Regions from separate parts of the Sus scrofa genome. Here region 2 is linked to region 1. Evidence: chromatin contacts called from public HiChIP or PLAC-seq data. All regions are on one chromosome and are shown on one strand. Each heading gives the region's core, a stretch centred on a gene start, on an enhancer-like site or on the middle of the called end of the contact. The rest is flanking DNA. Distances are from core to core; before and after follow the strand shown. Region 1 holds the start of ITGB5 (integrin subunit beta 5). Region 2 holds the start of UMPS (uridine 5'-monophosphate synthase).

Evidence for each region. HiChIP or PLAC-seq counts read pairs in DNA pulled down with a chosen protein or histone mark.
Region 2: a contact with region 1 is called in an H3K27ac HiChIP or PLAC-seq map of alveolar macrophages. The contact joins the promoter of UMPS here to the promoter of ITGB5 in region 1. A contact is called at or near these places in 1 of 5 promoter capture datasets (liver) and 1 of 2 datasets of contacts at active chromatin or transcription factors (alveolar macrophages).

Annotation. Positions count from the first base shown.
Region 1 is chr13:135,465,214-135,470,311 of Sscrofa11.1, reverse strand. It overlaps ITGB5 (integrin subunit beta 5), which reads right to left and starts at 2,201. Exons shown (of 15, transcript NM_001246669.1): 1 at 2,121-2,201. The coding sequence starts at 2,190.
Region 2 is chr13:135,647,812-135,652,909 of Sscrofa11.1, reverse strand. UMPS (uridine 5'-monophosphate synthase) reads left to right here and starts at 2,254. Exons shown (of 6, transcript XM_021071253.1): 1 at 2,254-2,497. The coding sequence starts at 2,342.

The DNA.
Region 1 (5,098 bases), core at 952-3,451:
GAACCTAGGAGAGAAATCACACAGATATGTGTCAACCCCTCCTAACCTTGAGAAGCTCCAGGGCACTAAGAGGGAGGTGGCCAGGTCTGAAGGCCAAGGACAGCCTTGCTCTACCACGGCTCTGCTGCTCCACGGCTCGAGGACTGGCTGAGCTCTAAGCAACGGCGGCAGAAGAAAGGAGCACTGAAAGAGGTGGGATTAAATGGCCGTGGCTCAATGCTTTTTTCTCTTCCTAAGCTGCACCATGTGGGACAAAGGGCTCTGGACCAAAAAGCTATGAGGCTGATGGACAAGGGCAGTGGGCAAATCACTTCGCCCTCTTGGGCCTGCTGGAAAAATGAAGATCATGAAGAAGATGTATTTGAACTTTGAAAAACAGAAATCACAATGCAAATGGAAAATAATGTATTGAAAGAATTCCTTGCAACTGGAAGTGTTTAAGTTTTTATTAGAATCACAGAACGTCAAGCTGTAAGGGAATAAAGAAGGCATCTCCTTCAGCAATTGCCAAACTTCTGGATTTCACAGGTCATTAAGATTTAAAAACAACAGCAACGAAGAAGAGGAGGTAAAATGTTTATAGGACTGCCAGGTTTTTTAATTCTTGCCCAAATGGAAAACTACCCTTCATTAACAGTACATATTACTAAAAGAGGTTTTCTCACCAAAAATATAAAAAGAAATAATTTGAAATTAAAGGCCAGTCCATGTGAAGCAGGGGACTGTTGGCAACGATATACTACTCCTGTATGTGACTCAGGCTACATCCTCCTCTTTGCATTTCCCTGGGAACCCACAAAAACATCAGTGATCTGGCACTGGCTGCCAGATGGTGTTTGCAAACCACTGATCTACTTCAAGCTCTGGCGTGATAAAAGAAACCTGCTACAGTAATAAGTTTGAGTTGGGGGTCAGAAGAAAGTTTTAGTTTGCCCAGACCCTTCCTGCCTCCCAAAGAGAAACCTCCACTGCCTTTACATAAATGAGACACCATAGGGAAGAGCCCTCCCCTTCCCTCGAGCGTCAGACACCTGGTTCACAAGACCAACGTATAGTATCTCGAATTCGCAAGTAAACAAAGCATCTCAACACCATTATCTCCTACAGGAAACGAGAAAATTTGGAGCTTCCTGCTTTTGGAGGGGACGGAGTGCAGGTAGCTCATCTGCCTGGCAGCCCCAGCGCCCAGCAGAGCATCCTCCCTCTGGGGCCTCCCAACAACCCGCCACATCCAGCCCTCTCCCAACTTCGAAAACTTAAAGCAGGTTAACTGAGGGCTCCTCACCCAGCCGCCAGCCCAGGGCAGTGCCCTGCGAGGGCAACTGCACACCCGCTGCCCTCTGCTCCAGAATCCTTCAAAATCAGGGAATGTGCTGCCCGGAGTGTTCATAAACCGCAGGGTACAGCCAGGCAGAAGTTGTCAGATCTGGATGTTCCAGGTGGGGATGTGGTTTGGGGCCCAGGTCTCCCCCTCGGGTGTGCAACGGCTTGGGGGAAGGGGGGGTATATCTTCACAGGAAGGCGGCCGGCCTAGGAGCGGTGAAACTCTAGAATCCGCTAAGGGGCACCGGCACCTCCAGGAGACGAACCCTCAGGAGAAGCCGTGGCCCCACGCTTTGGCTTCAGAGAAGACTCCAAGTCACGCGCCTCCAGGTGCCCTTCGATTCTCCAGGGACCAGGGCACCGGGGCATCACTTGGCGCCTCCCTGCACCCGGGCCGCCCCGAGCCGGCCACAAGGGCCGCTTTGTGCCAGGGAGTGCAGAGCCCGGATCCCGACGCGGGGCGGCAGGCGGCGGCCCTCCCCGCGCACTGGGCGCGGGCGCACGCAGGCTGGGTCAGCAGACGGGCAGGGCTGTTTACACAGGAAGGCTCCTCCTTGCCCGGGAGGGGGCTGGAGGCCGAACGACTGCCCTCAGGGGCTGCGGCGGACCCCGCGCGCGGTGGCTCACGCAGTTCGGGAGCCGTCCACCCGGCCGTCCCCGGCGGCTAGCCACCAAGGAGTGCCCTGGGGACGCCTCTACTTTCAGACAACAGCCCCGGCCTCGGAACCTCCGAGACGCCCGCGGGCGGCTGGCTGCGCCACAAAGTTTCCTTCGGCACGGCGGGCGGCGCGGCTTACCTGGGAGCCGGGGCACGAGCGCGCAGAGCCCGAAGAGGCAGGCGTACAGGGGCGCGGGGGAACGCGGCATGGTGGGGCTCCCGGCTCAGCGGCGGCGTGCGGCGGGGGCCGGGGCGCGGGGGCGGAGGGCCGGGGGCCGCGGCCGAGTGGGAGGCGGGGGCAGCTGAGCTGGCCCGCGCCCTGCCGCCACCATCCCTCCCGCAGCGCTCTCGCCGCCCAGTCCCAGAGCCGCCGCTGCGCCGGCTCGCCGGCCGGGACGCCCGGGGTGTCGCCGCTCGGGACGGCCCCGGAGGGCGGCTCTGGGCAGGCGGATCGGCAGGCTCTGCGCTACGGCGGCGACTCTGGCTCCGGGACGCGCCCCGCGCTGAAGCTCCCCTGCGCGCCGGCACACTCTGCCCGTCGCCTCCGCCCCTTCCCTTCCTCCCTCAGGCCCGCTGGGGTCCACTTTCCTCCTCTCCTTTCTCCTCCCCTTCTCTCCCCTTCCCGGCCCCCGCCCGACTGCCACTCGGTCAGTTTACGGCGAGGCGGGGCTGCGCGAGCTCCGCCCCGCGCGGGGACCGGCCCGAGATTGGAGGCCGAGGGCGTCCAGGTGGGAGCTGCTTCCAGCGCACCTGGGGGCGGGGGCGGGGGCCGAAATCGCGAGGTGGGTTTCGGCGGAGCTTTGGTAGCAACTGGAGGCTACGGGAAGGGGGCGGAGCCGGCTCCGCAGGCTGGCGGAGGTTGCTTGGAGTTGGTGAACTTCAGCAGGGAGAGCGGGTCTGGGGAAATCGTCCTAAGGCGGTGTCGCCCTCCCAGAGCCGGGCTTGTCACGGCGAGGCGACGCCTTCGGTGGGGAAGAGAAGGCGCATGGGGCGTGGAGGCACTCATACAACACACTTTCCCCTCATTAAAGTTTTGCCCCGTTCTCGGATTGGAGACGGGCCAATATGTCGCTAGTTTGTGTTTCCCTTATCTCGATTCACCGGAGGTTTCCTTGAAGCCAAACTGCTGTTAAATTAAAAAACCAGATGCTTTGGCTTTTACCTTATCCTTACAGCTGAGCTGTAAAGTGAGGGGTGGGAGTGGGGAGCTTATCTATCTCCACCCCCCACCCCCAACAACACCTGCAAAGTACTAGGTGGGCTTAGGTTGGGCCATGACGAATGGATTGAGACTGGAATGATTTATAGGCAAAAGGAGAAGAGGCCGCCTGCGTATAGAAGGAAATAATGGGATGCCTAACACGTGCAGAGAGCACTGTGCTAGCCAGGCACTGAAATGTAAATACCGTGTTAACTCCTGCAATCCTCCCCACAACCCTGCTGTTATCCAGATGAGAAAACTGAGACACATAGGGGTTAATTGCCAGAAGAAGTACATTTTCCAAAAGTTCAAAATGCCTTGACTGAAAACAGAAGAAGGAACAAAGGAATCTGACCTTTACAGGTCAGGCACCAGTTGGATAGACGGCTCCCAGGGGACAGGCAGGGGAAAGTTCTAACTGCCCAGATTAGGGAATTTGGGGTTTAATTGTGCTCTCCCACCCCAAACTTTCCCAAGATGGTGCCCTGATGCCAGAGAAAGTAAACTTATTCCTGTGGCATAGAGTGCACAGAGGCCAAGCTCCAAATTCCACTTGAAGGCCAGTATTTCATCCTTAAACTGCATGCAGATATCATCATACTCTAAATATCTCCCATGTTTATCCTGATGTAAGAGTCATGTTTGTCCCCATTTTCCAGTAAGTGTGGTGCTGCAGAGGCTCCCCCTAGTTTATCTTGGGTCTTTCTGCCTCAGCAGGGTGGCCTGGGGGCTACTCTTTTTTTGAGAGGCAATGATTATAAATAATGGGCAGCCAGTGAAAGAGTTTGAACTGAGGAGGTGTCAGTGCCAAGTGGTGATTTTAAAAGATTTGTCCAGTGAGGATGTGATGGATCAATTAGATGGACAGAATGTTAAGTTGCAGAAAGTGAGTAAATACTGCATTGATCAATACTATAAAAACTTGCATTTATAAAGCATCCTCTAAGTTAAGGCCCTGTGGTATCTGATCTGTGTACCATCCTCCCCACCCCAACATGGTGCTTCACTGTTCAGACTTCACACACACACCCCTGTTTCCCGGGACTGCACCTGGAAAGTGCTGCAGCCAAATCATCCTCCTGTCCCATCAGGTGATTCCCAACCTGCCCAGACCTGCCATAAACCGCTGAATCCCAAGTGATGACATCATTCTTCCACAATCCATTATCTCAGAACTGGTTTAGAGATAGATGCCTCTTCTAATTCCTTCCAAGCTTTCGTTTTCTGGTTTGTGGCTATTTCTTGTCCAGTCACCCTTCATCCTTTTAAGCTGGAGAGTGGAAATGTCCTCCAAATGCTTTGGCTTCCTCTGATCAGCAAAGTCAGCGTGCCTGAGAGCCCCCCTCAGAAGGGAGACAAGGCTATACTTCCCACAGCCACTGGTACCGTTTTCTTTGTGGCTGCCTCCAGAACTTCCCAGTTCTGATCATTGGCTGAGCTTCTGGACCCAAAGGAGGCTGCTGGGTGTATTGAGTTTGAGTTCCAAGGTTTGAACACAGCTAACCCAGAGGAATTTTGTGTTTCTTATTAGTTTTAAAATAAGATTAGTTCCTCCAAAAGTTAAATATAGCATTACTATAGGATTCAGCAAAGCCAGCTCCCTACTCCCAAAAGAACTGAAAGCAAGGCCTCAAACAGATAGTTACACAACAATGTTCTTAGCTGCATTATTCACAATCCCAGAAAGGTGTAAACAACTCAAACATCCGTCAACAGATGAGTGGATAAATTAAATGTAATAGCTATGTACCACGGAATATTATTAAGCCTGAAAAAGGAATGAAATATTGACACATATTACAACACAGATGAACCTTGAAAACATTATGCTAAGTGAAATAAGCAAGACACAAAAGGATAAACACCAAAGGTGCCATTCACATAGTGGATGGACATAGGAGATGGGCAGATGACAG
Region 2 (5,098 bases), core at 1,005-3,504, 180 kb before region 1:
TGCTGTGGTTGTGGTGTAGGCTGGCAGCTGTAGCTTTGATTAGACCCCTAGCCTGGGAACCTCCATATGCCTTGGGTGCGGCCCTAAAAAGCAAAAAAAAAAAAAAAAAAAAAAAAAAAAGAAAGAAAGAAAAAGAAAAGATAACCACATTTGAAATGGAGTGTGGAAGCCCTGAAGGAGGAGCTCTTAGGCAGGCACCAGCACATACCACCCTAGGCAGCCGATTTTACTTTGCTGGGCGGGAAGAGGCTTACTTTACTACCCCAGGATGAGGAGGGAAGTTTTTCTCCTTCCCCACCTACAGTGGGCAGTCTTGAAAAGCACCAAGATTCAGCCAATAAGAAACCCTTATGACCCTGAATCCTTGATTTCCTCCAAAGGACTTTACTTTAAAGCAGCCCCTCCCAATTTCCCGGTTCTCCATAAAGTAACATTCTTCTTTTTTGTTCTCCGATTTGCCTATGTTTACCATAGTTTGCATGCCCCAAATGTAATTCCTCTGCCAATCCCAAACAGAATTCATTTAGCTGGTAAAATAAATGGTCATCTTATTCTTAAGGTTGACAGGGTAGGATCTGAAGTATATTGATTAGCTTATTTTGCAAATAACTAAAATATTTTAACATTTGGTTTCTATTTCATCAAGGTTTACTTGCCTTTATTTGAAATGAGAACTGTCAAAAGCATAGGCTCCTTCACACTGGCTGGTCATCTTGTCTTCAGAGAACACAGACATACATTAAAAAACACAGAAACAAAATCAGAGACTTCCCTTCCTGGCTCAGCGGTTAATGAACCCGACTAGTATCCATGAGATTGCAGGTTTGATCCCTGGCCTCATTCATTGGGTTAAGGATACAGCGTTGCTGTGAGCTGTGGTGTAGGTCAAAGGCTCGGCTGGGATCCAGTGTTGCTCGGGCCAGCGGCTGTAGCTCCAACTGGACCACCTAGCCTGGGAACTTCCATATGCCAAAGGTGTGGCCCAGAACAATGTAAGTAACAATCATGAGCTCATTGTTTTAAGGGTTATTGTCATTAAAGTATTGCCTTCTATACATAATGGGAATCACCCCTACTTTAAGGAATTTATGTGTAAATACCAAATACACTTAGGTTTTCAGATTGGCTGGCATAATTATCCTCCTAGATAACCCTGATACCAATCAATTCATCTTCCTCTACTGTCCTCCCTTTCTTCCTCATCTGCTATGCAATTTATGTTCCAAGCACTTGAGCTTCTCTAATGGGAATAAACTCCAGGAGTTCCCATTGAGGCACAGCAGAAACGAATTCGACTTGTATCCATGAGAATACGGGTTCAGTCCCTGGCGTTGCTCAGTGGGTCGGGTATCTGGTGTTGCCCTGAGCTGTGCTGTAGGTCGCAGTCTCCGCTCTGATGCTGGGATGCTGTGGTTGTGGCATAGGCTGGCAGCTACAGCTTGGGTTCAGCACCTAGCCTGGGAACTTCCATATGCAGCAGCTGCGGCCCTAAAAAAAATCAAAGAGGAGTTCTCAATGTGGCTCTGTGGTTAACCAATCCAACTAGGAACCATGAGGTAGCTTGTTAGATCCCTGGCTTTGCTCAGTGGGCTAAAGATCCTGCGTGGCCGTGAGCTGTGGTGTAGGTCGCAGTAGGGCTCAGATCCCCGTGTTGCTGTGGTCCAGCTCCGATTAAATCCCTAGCCTGGGAACCTCCATATGCCAGTGGGTGCAGCCCTAGAAAAAGACAAGAAAATAAAAAATAAATAAAAAATTTTAAAAAGCAAACAACAAAACAACCAAGTCCAAACGCAGAAGAGGTTTATTACAATTACCTGTTAAGCGTTTTATAACCCACGTGCAAATTGTTATGACATTAACATTTGCCAAATGCCAAATGCCATGAAGTTAATAAAAGAATTGAGCAAAAGTCCTCCTCTTCCAAAACTTACACTATATTTGGAGAAAGAGGAAGGGAGAGGGCAGTTTACCAGGCAAATAGAGACATGCTCGCCCAAGAAGCAATTTTAAGAGGACACTGAGGCATAAAAAGTAGGCAGGATTTATACAAACTCTCTTGAGAGTCTTGATTTTAAGATCCTGGAGCCACTCTTAACTCTTCGAGGCTTGAAAGCCTAGCCATCTCACCCACAGGAAGCGTCAAGGTAAATTTCGCTACCGTTACTTGGAACCTGCCCTTAAACCCTCGACTCCGACTTCCTGGGAACCCTGAACAGCCCGCCGAGAGCCCGCCCAGCCTCCGGAAAGGGCGGCGGAAGAGGCGGGTCTTATCAGGTGATGTCATCAGGCGCCGCAGGCAAGCCGCGGTTTCGAGTTTGGTGTGAGCTAGGAGCGCGGGACCATGGCCGCAGCCGATGTAGCTTTGGCGTCATTGGTGACTGGTCTGTACGACGTGCAGGCTTTCAAATTTGGGAGCTTCGTGCTGAAGAGTGGGCTCTCTTCCCCCGTGTACATCGATCTGCGGGGCATCGTGTCTCGACCGCGTCTTCTGAGTCAGGTGCCAGCCCGGGAAAGGGAAGAGGAGGGCTGGGTGGCAGGGATGGGGACCAGGAGGAGGTGGGGGTGACAGGAGTTGGGCTGTGAGTGAGAGCTAAAGAGCCAGGCAGGCGGGCAGACCCTGTTATCGGCCAAGATGAGTCGGTTTTCAAAGCCTAGAGACCACGAACTGTTGACCTAGAGGGCAGACTCTGCTCTTTGAGTCATCCGCTTTGACACGTGTTTTTCAAGAGTCCGGAAACCCAGTTTGGGGCCTTGTCTCCGACAGAAGTAGTTGCAGGAGCTCCGCGTATTTAACCTCGGGAAAATGAGACGCAGGGAGAAGAAAGGAAAAGGTGGTTGGAGTGCTCCAATACTTGGAAGGGCTCTTGCTTGGAAAAGGGATTCGCTTTTACACTGTGTGGCCAGGAGCAAGAATTAAAACCAGAGGGTGGACATTTCATGGAGACAGTGTTTTGGTATATAAAAGGAAAAATTTTGTGCAATTAGGATTTTAGCACAGTGTTTCTCAAACTCTGAGTGCATATGAATCACCTGGAACTTTGTTAAAATGCATGATCTAATTGAGTAGACCTGAGGCAGGACCTGAGTTTATGCATTTCTAACATGCTACCAGCCGGGAGCTGCAGACCACTCTGTAAATAGAAGGGTCTAAATATGTAGTCTGATAGAGTTGCTACTAGCCGCATGTGAACATTGAGCATTACGGATGTTTAAATTTAGTCCCATATGCCTAGTGGCTGCCTTATTGGGCAATGCAGATATAGAATGTTTCCATTATTACAGAAGTTCTATCTAGAAAACATGTCTTCTCCACCACTAAGGATTTATGTTCACTGGTCCTGAACGTTACTGAAACTCAGCCTCTGACCAAGGATACTGAATAGAAACGTGGAGACAGAGTTTGGGGCTAAGGAGAAATGAGTAGCTTTTATTGCTTTGCCAGGCAAAGGTGGCCACAGCAGGCTAATGCTCTAATGACTGTGCCCTCCTTTGGGAGAGAATAGGAAGTGTTTTTATAGTTTCAGAGTGGAAAAGAGAGCCATAGATAAGGATCAGAAGAGTTGCAAGTTTGCATTCTTCAAAGCTGGTATTTGGTGGCCCCCAGACTGGTTCTGGTAGTCCTTAAGGCTATCACACCTTTCTGGAATGAAGACTGCTTCATCAAGTAGTTAACATCTTCCTTTTGTTGCGGGTTTTAGTTCTGCAGAACAGTTTTGGCTTCCCTGAGTAGCAACTGTTTGAACCTGGCCTTTGGAACTCAGGGAAAGTCATAGAGGCTAAATGAGATCTATTTACTAAAAAACAAGAAATAGGGGATGTAGAAAAGCTTTTGTGTTCAGGAGCCCCATAGGGTCCTGCTTGGTTTCAGCTCCACTTTGTTGTGAGGTTATTATGAAAAGGACTAAGCGCTAGTTGTAGGGGGTTATTCTCACCATCCAGAATCTTGCTATGGTGCATCTCATCAGGGCTGAGAAAGCAAATGACTAAGGATGTCTATTGAAAAATTGGTTTATTTTTGAAGAAGTCATCAGTTGACAGATGATTCAAAATTATGATTTTGTTGTTTTTAGGGTCGCAGGTGCAGCATGTGGAAGTTCCCAGACTAGGGGTCGAATCAGAGCTACAGCTGACGGCCTACACCACAGCCACTGCAACACAAGATCTGAGCCATGTCTGGGACCTACATCGCAGCTTATGGCAACGCCGGATCCTTAACCCACTGAGCAAGGCCAGGGATCCAACCCACATCCTCATGGATCCTGGTCGGGTTCGTTACCGCTAAGCCACAGTGGGAACTCAAAATTATTTTTTTGATAACTGGTTCTTTGGGATGTGTGTGTGTGATTTTGGGTAGTTAACTCAGAAGGAGTTCAAAACATTGAGAGACCTGGCTATGAGAGAACTCCTTGATAAGAGGCCAGATAAAAATTCAGGCTAGGCTTTATTGGGGCCCCTACTGCAGCAGGGTGAATCAGCAGGATGTATCAGTAACAAACAATGGTTCCTTTGTTGCTCACTCCTTGGGGCTGGAGTGGTGGGGGGTCAGGGGGTTACTAGCTGTTTCCTTATATGGAACCGGGGTGGGAGTGGGTGGAGGGCAGGGCCAGAGGGGTAGCTTAGGTGGTCTGCCCACCCTCGGTGGTGGTGTGTGCAGGAGACATGCATAGTACCCTGCTTTTGCTCTCATCTCTTCAGAAGTCACAGTTGGGGGTTTTAGGATTTTTTTGTTTCTTGTTGCCCATAATTTGCCCTGAGTGTGCATGAATGTAGTTATTTTTAGTCCCTTATAGTTTCTTTGTATTTTATTGCTCAAGATGTTTGCCCAGGTGTAAGCATTGCAACCACTGCATTAAGGGTCCCAGGTCCCCAGCCTGTCTCATTCTCCACTGAGAGATTCCACTCTTTTATTTATTTACTTTTGTCCTTTTAGGGCCTCACTGGTGGCATATGGAGGTTTCCAGGCTAGGGGTTGCATCAGAGCTGCAGCTGCCAGCCTACACCACAGCCACACCAGATCTGAACTGTATCTGTGAATTATGCCACAGCTTGTGACAATGCTGGATCTTTAACCCACTGAGTGAGGCATGGATTGAACCCG